Regions from separate parts of the Gossypium hirsutum genome. Here region 1 is linked to region 2. A link is a contact called in public Hi-C data. All regions are on one chromosome and are shown on one strand. Each heading gives the region's core, a stretch centred on a gene start, on an enhancer-like site or on the middle of the called end of the contact. The rest is flanking DNA. Distances are from core to core; before and after follow the strand shown.

Evidence for each region. Hi-C and Micro-C count contacts between places; a contact is called where the count stands out from the background.
Region 1: a Hi-C map of leaf shows a contact between it and region 2, with 2.4 times the contacts expected there. The contact joins the promoter of LOC107916799 here to the enhancer-like site in region 2. A contact is called at or near these places in 9 of 34 Hi-C or Micro-C datasets (anther, callus, fibers and 3 more).

What each region holds. Positions count from the first base shown.
Region 1 is chrA01:93,607,470-93,612,441 of Gossypium_hirsutum_v2.1, reverse strand. It overlaps LOC107916799 (squamosa promoter-binding-like protein 13A), which reads right to left and starts at 2,052. Exons shown (of 4, transcript XM_016846173.2): 1 at 1,589-2,052; 2 at 204-550; 3 at 1-18. The coding sequence starts at 412.
Region 2 is chrA01:93,368,925-93,373,824 of Gossypium_hirsutum_v2.1, reverse strand. No RefSeq gene overlaps it. Among protein-coding and RNA genes, the nearest start is that of LOC107916557, 32 kb to the right of the region's middle. Within about 2 kb of position 1,579, at least 3 of the 9 cell types and tissues checked have an H3K27ac peak or open chromatin away from gene starts, as enhancers often do. A contact at or near this core is called in hypocotyl and leaf, where this site is marked.

The DNA.
Region 1 (4,972 bases), core at 803-3,302, 240 kb before region 2:
TCCACCAAACAATGAAACCTGCATTCACCATAAACTAATCACTTATCATTACGAAATGCAACAAAAAAAGAATGGAACACAAGGGGCAGGCAGGATAAGAGCACTTTATGAAATTGATTTCCATTTCTCTTGCAATCCAACAATGGTATTACACATCAGACATCAAAACACAAGCATTAAAGCTGCTGTAATTATTTAATTACCTGCTGCATTGCTGGCAAAACCGTTGTTCTTGACCCCTTATAATAACTTTTGGGGTTTTAGAGTGGACTTCACATACTTTATGGCGTCGATGGTAGTCCCTGCATTGGCTGAGGTCTGCAGTGCAACCGTCGACTAAGCATGAAGGTACTTGGTTTCGATTGCCAGGAGGTCGAGCCCTTTTAAACGGAGCAGATGATGATGGTTCCATGAATCAACAGGGACCCGCAGCACCCTTAAAATATATATCTTCAAAATAACTCAAATCGTAAATGCCAAGCCAAGCTCGATTCACCTATAGAGCTTCTGGACTTTAACCGCTCAATATTGATGCAACATCGCCCATCACCTTTCTCCACATGAACAAAATCAGAATCAGACCAACAATTCCAGAAGTAGAATATTTGCTTGCTAATACATAAAAATATCAAATGAAGGGTAGTTCACAATTAATTACATTTAGCTATGATAAGTTTAATTGTAGAAATGAATTGTATATATCTTAATGAAATTCACCAATACTCGATACATTTTAATGTTCCTTAAACAAAATTTCACATTGAACTTACTTTAGGAAAGAGTTCGCCCTGGTTTGACTTTTAAATTTGTCGTACGATGTGGCTTTTGGAAAATATATATGAGACCTAATGAAGCTTTCTCTACTCCTCCTAGCATCCAAGAAGTAACATGTGAAAGAGAAGAAGAATGATGAAGGAAAATAATAATAAATAATAGCAATATACCCTAAAACGAAATAATAATACAACTTTTATGGTAATCGAATGCTCGATACATATGTCACTGTCACATCATTAGAGTCAGCCCAACCACAAAAAAATGGAAGATATTTAAGGATGAAAAGGCCAATATTACCACAAAATTAGTTTTTTTTTTCTTCAGATGAAAATAATCCGAATTGGAGATTTAAAAAAAACTACATTAATCATTGGAAATGTTAATGAAGGATGATGGAAGCTAGAACTTGTGCTCATGTAGTAGAAATATATATAAAATTGTTGTTCAAATAGGGTGTTTCCTAAAGTAGAGACATTTTCTTTTTCTTTGGAGTTTGAGCACAAGTTGGCACCACCACTTTCATTGACTGAAAAAGGGAAGACTTCATATGGGTCTTTGTTTCTTTTTTTAACCCGTGACATAATTATATCAGTACAACGTGTAGAGGTTCTAACAGAAGAACCCTACCATTTTTACAGAGATTTGTATTGGAAGACCTTTGTATTGTTTGATGGTATATTTTATCACTGAATTATCTAAATTTCATTTCATTTGAAATTATACCATAACAATTAGTAAATAGAAGGAAGTGACTTGAAATCTATACTAAAAATTAAAGGGACAGTTAAAGAAAAAGAAGCTAAAAGGATACCTTAGAGAGAATCCCAGAAATCTAGCAGAGGAGGGGAAGAATCTTATCTTGGGAAGTTGTGGACTGGGAGTTTGAGTGAAAAGGAGAGGGAGAAAAGGGGGGAACTGTGGAGTGGAGGAAGTAGTGTTAAACAAGTTGCAAAAGAAGAGAGGAGTTTGGATGGGTAGCCATTAAAAAAAAAAAGGTTGGATGAAAAAGAAAAAAGAGTTAGAAAGCAAAGAGAAAGGGGGTGGGATTGAGGGATTGCATGAAAATGGAAGTAAAACAAAGAGAAATGGATAATGGTATTCAAGTGATGGAGAGAAAGAAGGAGAGATAAAGCATGAAAAAGGCAAGAACCGGGGGGGGGGGGGCAGGGGGTTGATCTTTCTTTCCAACTCTCTTTCAGTCTTCACTTCCTTTTTTAGGTTTAGAGCCTTGAAGCAAGTATTTATTGTAATAAAAATATTCAGATTTAGAAAACTAGTGGAGTGGGCAGGAAAAAGGACCAAGGTTGTAGCCAATGCTTTAAATCTTGTGGACTTTTCAAAACAAATTTCACTCTTCATTCTTTCCTTCATGTTTCTTTGTTTCATCCTTCCTTCTTGTCTATTTACTCTTTACCTTCCTTTCATTTCTTTTTCCTTACAAGTGTCTCAATTCCTTTATTCTTATTATTAAATTTATTTGATAATGAGATTTTAAACATTTCTTCTAATAAAAATCATTAATAAATTAAGTATTAAAAAAATAAAGATATTATTCATAAAAATTTAGGCTCCGTTTGTTTTACTGAAAAAGACTTGTAGAAAATGATTTACTTTTTTAGAAAAATTAATATTTTTTGGTATTTGGATGAATCTATGTAAAATATTTTCTGTTATTTTGTAGATTTCTTTAAAATATTTCATAAAAGTTGTTTTTAATTAAACAAATATATATTTGAGATTTTCTTCTTCTTTTTTTTGCATTGTTTAATTGAATTTATTTTTATCTATACTTTTATTTTTTACATTGTTTTTGCATATATTAAAAATATTATGTTAAATTCAGATTCATTACAACTTTATTTTTTTACTTAAATGACTACTAAGTAAGTATTTTTTATTTAAAAATGTGACATCAACAAAATTGACAAAAAAAATTAACGATGTCAACAATTGGACTTGATTTTTAAATTTGAAAAGTAAAGGGACTAAATTCTTGAAAATAAAAGTACAAATACTAAATTATAAGTCCGTGAAATGTACATAGGCTTATGACATATTTTAACTTTTATACTATAAAATATTTATTATTAATATATTTACAATTGTAATAAATATTTATTAGTAAAATATTAATATTGAATATTTTCAATAATATGTGAATAGTATTATTTAAAATTATTATTTTATCTTGAAACTTTATTTTCATTTCTTTTTTTCATTAACTTTCTTTTAAATATAATATTTTATAACCCTTGATACAAAATTGGTTAAAGAAAATGGGAAAACCTTTAAAAAGAACACTTTAGATTTACTCTTATTGTTAACAATATAATATTTCCCTCAAGGTACATAGACATAGTGCTCAAAGTTGGTCTTTGAAATTGGAAATTAAATCTAGAGTTAAAAAATATAGCTTTGAAAATTTCAATTGTTCAATGAATAATTATATAAGAAAAATTATGAACATTTAATTTTTCATAAGAAAAAAATGTGAAAGAAATTAATTGAACTTTTTTTTGTTACATTGATAATGATTTTTTTATAAACTTATTAAGTGGTTATTATGTGTTCTATTTATTTTTAATTTTTAAATCCGCAATAAGCAATAAGTATCACTAATAATCTGATTTAGTGTTAAATCATTTACCAAATTAAGTAAAAACTAAAATTATGCTAGTCAAAGTAAAAATTATTTTTTTACAAATATTAAATTATTTATATAATTTTATTATATATTATATTTTTAAAATTTATATTTTCTATTATTTTTAATAGTGTTTAGTTAATTTATAACACCAACTTCTTAAAAATATAAACAAAAAGGGTTTGTACCGAATTGGATAATTTCAACCATAAATAAAACAATTAGTAGATGCAGAATGCTTCTATTTTAAAAGTTGAAAGTTTTGGTTAGGAAGTTTGAGGATCAGATTGATAGAATATTTAAGTATTGAGGACTAAATGTGTTATTATACTAGTTAGAAAAAAGCTTTTTGTTATCAATTTAACGATGGGTGACCAAAATAGGAACGAATTCAAATGTTAGTGCCTAAATTGAATTTTTTTGAAGTTGGGTGACCAAAACTGTAACACGAGAATAGTTGGGTGACCATTTATATAGTTTACCCTAAAATAAAAAATTATCATGTTGGGTTATGTATCTCTATTTTAACTTAATATTTCTATAATTAAATGTGTAATGCTTTAATTATAAATATTTAATTCTTTTGAGAGTAGATTTGTCGTAATTTGATACGTCAAATTAGGCTCTTTCAAATACTTAATAAGCTTGTTCTCAAGTAGTTTAAGAGTCTTTTTAATGCTTTTTTACCAATTATTAGATTTTTGTTTCAATGTTAGTTTTTGCTACATTTTGATATTTTTGAGAATCAAATTGACAAAATTGTGCCATTGGAAGTCTAATGGTTGATTTGAGCTTGTGTAAAGAAGTGATTGAGGCAAAAACATAAGGAGGGCCTCTATTGTGGCCAATGTCGCGACACCGGAGCCTAGATGTTGCGACATTAACACTTTCTATCACCCTTCAAGGACTTGGACTTCACCAATCTACAATTCAAGTAGACTATCAAGGGTGTCGCGAACTGAACCTTATGGTTACAACTTCAAGCTCTCGAGGTAGCAACTCCAAACCATACATCAAAGTGAAGGAGGCCAAATGGATTGTGTTCTAAGTCGCGACACCGCAAGCTAATGTCAAGAAACTGAAGCTCCTCAAACCTTCTCTTGTGCAAACTGTCATGGATGTCGTGGTTGAAGCTTGACGGGTGAAAATTTGCAAGGGAAATTTTATGTCCAATCAAGCTTAAACCATCCACATTTGAAAGGGAATTTTTGTCAATTTTAAGTTTAGTGTGTCAGGTTATTTAAAGCCCTTTATGACACAAAAAGCTAGACATTCCTTTCATCATCTTTATTCCCTTAATCATTTTAGATTCCTAGGTTTTTCCTTTTCTAGGTTAGACTTTATTTTTACCATTTTCAATATTTTCTACACTTTTTCCTCTTTAGACTCAAAAAGGTCCAAGAATGTCTTGAACTCTTTTAGGTTTTTCTTTTTAAAACTTAATATATTTAAGTGTTTTGGTTATCCAAAATTGCAAAAAGATTAATTGTGACATGGATTTGAGGATTTTCTTGCTAATCGTCAATTTAATAAAGTACCTCTTCAAGATTT
Region 2 (4,900 bases), core at 330-2,829:
AAGATAAAAAAGATAGTAGAATTCTAATTCTATTGGAATTTTGAGAAAAGGTAAAATATTAAGTCAAATTATGATAGAATTTGGTCAAACTCCTAGGGTTTGTAAACCCTAAGGGCGTCACCTACAATTTTTCCAATATTTTGCCAAAACTTGAAATTAAAATCAAAAGGAAGGAGGAGAAGGCTCAAGCTTTAGTCACTTAAGGAAGCTAATGCCTTAACCATTAAGCTATTGCTCATTTCTTGTTTGTCTTTTACTTTTAATTATATGAATACATTTTTGGGGTGTTTTTGGTGAAATTATAAAATAAAAAAAGAAGAATGGATTTGAACTTGAGTGAATTAGGAAGGAAACTAATGTGCTAACCATTTGGCCTAAACCCATTTCTTGTTTAATTTTTACCTTATATAATATTTGTTTTAATGTGGATTTTATCCTAGGTTGTTGAAAATTAAAAGGAAAAGAAATGGGAGGAGTTAGGTTTGAATCTAAGCTCTTTCGGGAAGGAAGCTAACACTTAATCACTCAATCTATGACTTATTTCTTGTTGTATATATTTATTTTGAGTTCAATTTAAATATTCTTTATTAATTTACACATTTACTCAATTTTTTTCTTATTAACTTATTTAACTTTATAGTTTTTAACGCATTCCTATTCTAGTTTATATACAATAATTAATATTCATAGTAAAGTCTTCATTATCAATATTTTGATTCATTTTACCCCTATTCCAATTAGGTTCTAACTCAATTAAAACACACTATTTTCAAATTAAACCTCGTAATCAAGTTTTGTTTTAGATTAATATAATAATATTTTATTATATTATTTTAATACTTTAATTAATTATTTATGACCCTAATTTTGGTTTCTCTTTCAAACCCTGATAGTGAAATTAAAATGTTTTTAATATATGGAATTCAACTAAATAGAGAGTTGTTGTCTGTTATTCTGACAACCACTGTAACATTCCTATACTTGATCCAATAGTCGGGTGAGGTATAAGGGTGTTACATGTACTACTAGAATATCTTTGCCTTTAGTTTTAACTATCAGAGGTACTAACTTGGGGGAAATGTAATTTATATACCACTTTGAACAAAAAAAGAAAAACAGCAAAATGAGAAAAATGATATAATTTAAGTATCAGTTTGTGGGTTAAGCTAAGGGAAGCTTATCAATCCATTAATTATATTTTAGATTAAATCTTTATATTTAATTTGATACATCAATATTTATAATATTATATATTAATCTAAATATATCGTTAATTTTTTTTATTATTTCAAATCTATTATAATATCTTTTTTACACATAATTATTAAATAAATATTTTAAAAAAAATTAGAGTGTCAAATCTAATAAAAAAAATTTAATAATATTAACATTTATACCTAAATTTTACATAAAAAATACAAACTTAAAATAATTTTTAATTTTTTAATTTTAACTATATAAAAAATGAATTTTGTTTGATATAAAGGCCTACGAGTTAAGTAGTATCTAAGCTAATCATAGGCTTACTAGATGAGACAGGTTCGGAGGTGGTGGTAACAATATAGGCTAGGCTAGCTAGCTAGGTAGCTAATGCTATAGCGTGCAAACGATGTCGTACGGTCTCTTTCAAATTGTAGCCCCTGCACTATTAAATCTTTACACTAAAAATTAAAAATTTAATTACCTTAATTTTCGATTAAATTACGTTTGTATAGCAGAATCTATAAAGCAAAATAGTTAATTACTTCCCTACCTAACTATTATAACATCCAGCTTTTCGAAATTAAATATTTTAACTACTCTAAATTAAATAAATTTTTTTATTGATTTAGCAATAAAATTAACCTTTTAATATTTACATATTTTTTAAATTTGATCTTAAATATAAAAATGAATAAAAAAATTTAGCCCTTAATATTTACAAAATTTTTTATTTTAGTTATAATTATAAAAAATCAATAATTTTAACCCTCAATATTTATAAAATTTACCAATTTAGTCTTAACTTTAAAAATTAAAATCATTTTTAGCCCTTTAAAATCATTTTCCAAATCCACTTTTGTTTCAGCCCATTGTTTTGCATAGGCTCAGTCACGTGTTTGGTAAAGCAATAGTGTATGAATATTTTGTTACCTCTTTCTTACCCATATAATATATAATAAATTAAAAATATCTAAAATGGTATCCCACCACCATTAATTACAGGAATAGTATCTTTAGAGTGGTGCAAAGGCAACACTGGTTGAGGGCACGCTACAGGCGACACCACAGTTTTGTCCACATCAAATTTTTTTTCATACTATTACAGTATATAATAAATTTATTTATACTAGTTCAGTGAATAATAAAATAAAAATATTTCATAAATTTTAACTCAATGGTCTCAATTTTTTACTTACATAAAAAATTATGTTAATAAAGCAAAAACTATCAAAACAAAATAAACCTAAAAGGATTATATGTTGTTATTTGCATCTAAAAATTAACAATAAAAAAAATAAAACAGAAACATATCTGCACACTTTCTTTCATATAACCTTCTTTTATTATAAAAAAAATTAAAATCTAAATAAATCAAAAAAAACATTTATAACCTATAAATCACAATAAACAATAAACTAAACAAATAATTTATAAATACTAAAAGAATACCTCTTTTAATCTTTTCTGTTTAAACCCTAAACAAAATCTTCTTTTAATTTTTTTAAACCCTCTTTTTGGTTTAAACTTTAAACAAAACTTTCTAATCTCATTTTTTTTAAAACCCTAAACAAAATCCTCTTTTAAATTTTTTTAGACCCCAAATCTCTTTTTTCTTTCTTTTTACCTTGTCCTCCCCTTCTCTTCTCTAATGTGTATTCTCTTTTTTTCATATTGGGGAACCATGGACCAAACTCCAAATTCACGCAATGTATATTTAAATCGGTGTCGTCTACCAGCCAGCCTCGACCATCAAAAATTCAATTTTTTTTTACCAAATTATTGACATGTGTCGGGAAAAAGGGGATAATTAATGGTGGTGGAATACTATTTTAGATATATATTTTTAATTTTATATTATAGAGTAAAAAAACCTATTTCAGTATTTTGTTTATTACTTTTTAAATTTTAAAGGCATATAAATCAAAATAAATTTATAATCAACTTTTATAATTCCAACCGGAAAATAAAATTTGTGCCAAAAATGAAAAATAATTATGATTAATGATAATTTTTTTCTTCAATCTCTATTTGACGAAAATGATATTTTGTGAATCATATATAGAGAAATAATTACAAATATAATATGGGAAATACAGTTTATGATTTTGTAATATCCAACATAATTAATTAAATATAGATATGTATTACTTTTGTAATTTATTTTAATTATTAAACAATTTTAAATTTTAATATTTACATAATATATGAAATATCTTAACAATATTTATATTTAAAGTTACAATATAAATTAAACAGTTTAAATATTTATTTACAAATAGATTAAAGTAATGCGAAACATAGAGTAAGACATAATTTATCTTCCATAGTTCCAATTAAACTTTTTATAAAATAATTAGAAGGTACTTTAATCGAATTTTTTAATTAATTTTAGAACTTTATAATTATATTTTTCAAAAATAAAATATTACGAATTTACAATCTTCTTTATATATAATAAAAGTTTCTTTAAGGTTCCATTCTTAACATTTTTTACTTAGGTACAATTTTTTATAGATAAAGTACAAGTGGAAATAATATTTAATAAATGGCTAAATGGGTAGAAAAGTCCTCCAACTTTTGCAAAAAGAAAATCAATTGATCCTTTACACGAACACACCCAACTAAATTTCATAACTTAAAAACTGCATCAATTAAGCCTTTTAATTGACAATTTTCGTCATTGATCATGATTACCGTTAAATCTTATAGACATGTCACTTAACAAGTGGCAATTATAATTTTTTTTTACATCGACTAATGGCATAACATTTTCTTTTATTTTAAAAGAAATTTTATACCAAAATTATTAAAAAGTAAGCGACTTGATTAATTATTTTTATTAACCCAAAATCCCTAAATAAAACCCTAAAATAGCATTTAAAGAAAACGTATGCCTCCATTTTCTTCTTCCCCAGCAAGCTATTATATCTAAAATATCAAAGAATTTCTTTTCTTTTACGTTGTTGATTTAATGTATGGTTGTTGTCTCACGAACTCTTTTTTCTTTTATTATAAAAATTTCAACTAGTATCCTGCTAAACCAACCCAATCTCTTGATTTTATCTTTTAGGGTTTGGAAAGATGGCAATGTCATCATGTTTCACTGTCTAAAGGTAGCAAAACAAACATGCACTCATCGGTTTGCTGGCAGTACAAGAGAGAAATTGTATACTATTATTGTGATGTCAAATGCCCAATGTGGACAACATGAAAAAAACCAAATATCGAGAGGAGGTTTTTCAATTGCCAGAATTATAAGGTTGGAGATTGTGAGTTTTTTAAATGGCATGATGAACCATTTTTAGAAAGAGAAAATTTTCTGATTTACGAGTTGAAAAAAGAGAAGGATGACTTCATGAGAATTATAGAGGTGAGGAAGAATCTTTAGTTTTGCAAGTAAAGTTTGAAATGAAATCAATGGAGAAACAAATGGTTTTAGCAATGAAGAATGCTCATTATTGTAGAAGTAAAAAAGTTTGTATTTTTGTAGGGTGCTAGGATTTTGGCTGATAACTTAGTGGTGATGTTGGTTATGTGGGAGTGAATAGATTAATGGTGGATTAGTGAAAATAAGTATTGAGATTTTGTAATTTGAACTGGCTATAATGTTTCTATGAATATTATGTTATTGTGATTTTTGTAAATTTTCTGATGCAATCATAGAATCCTTAAAATTGATTCCACTAATGGAAATTTG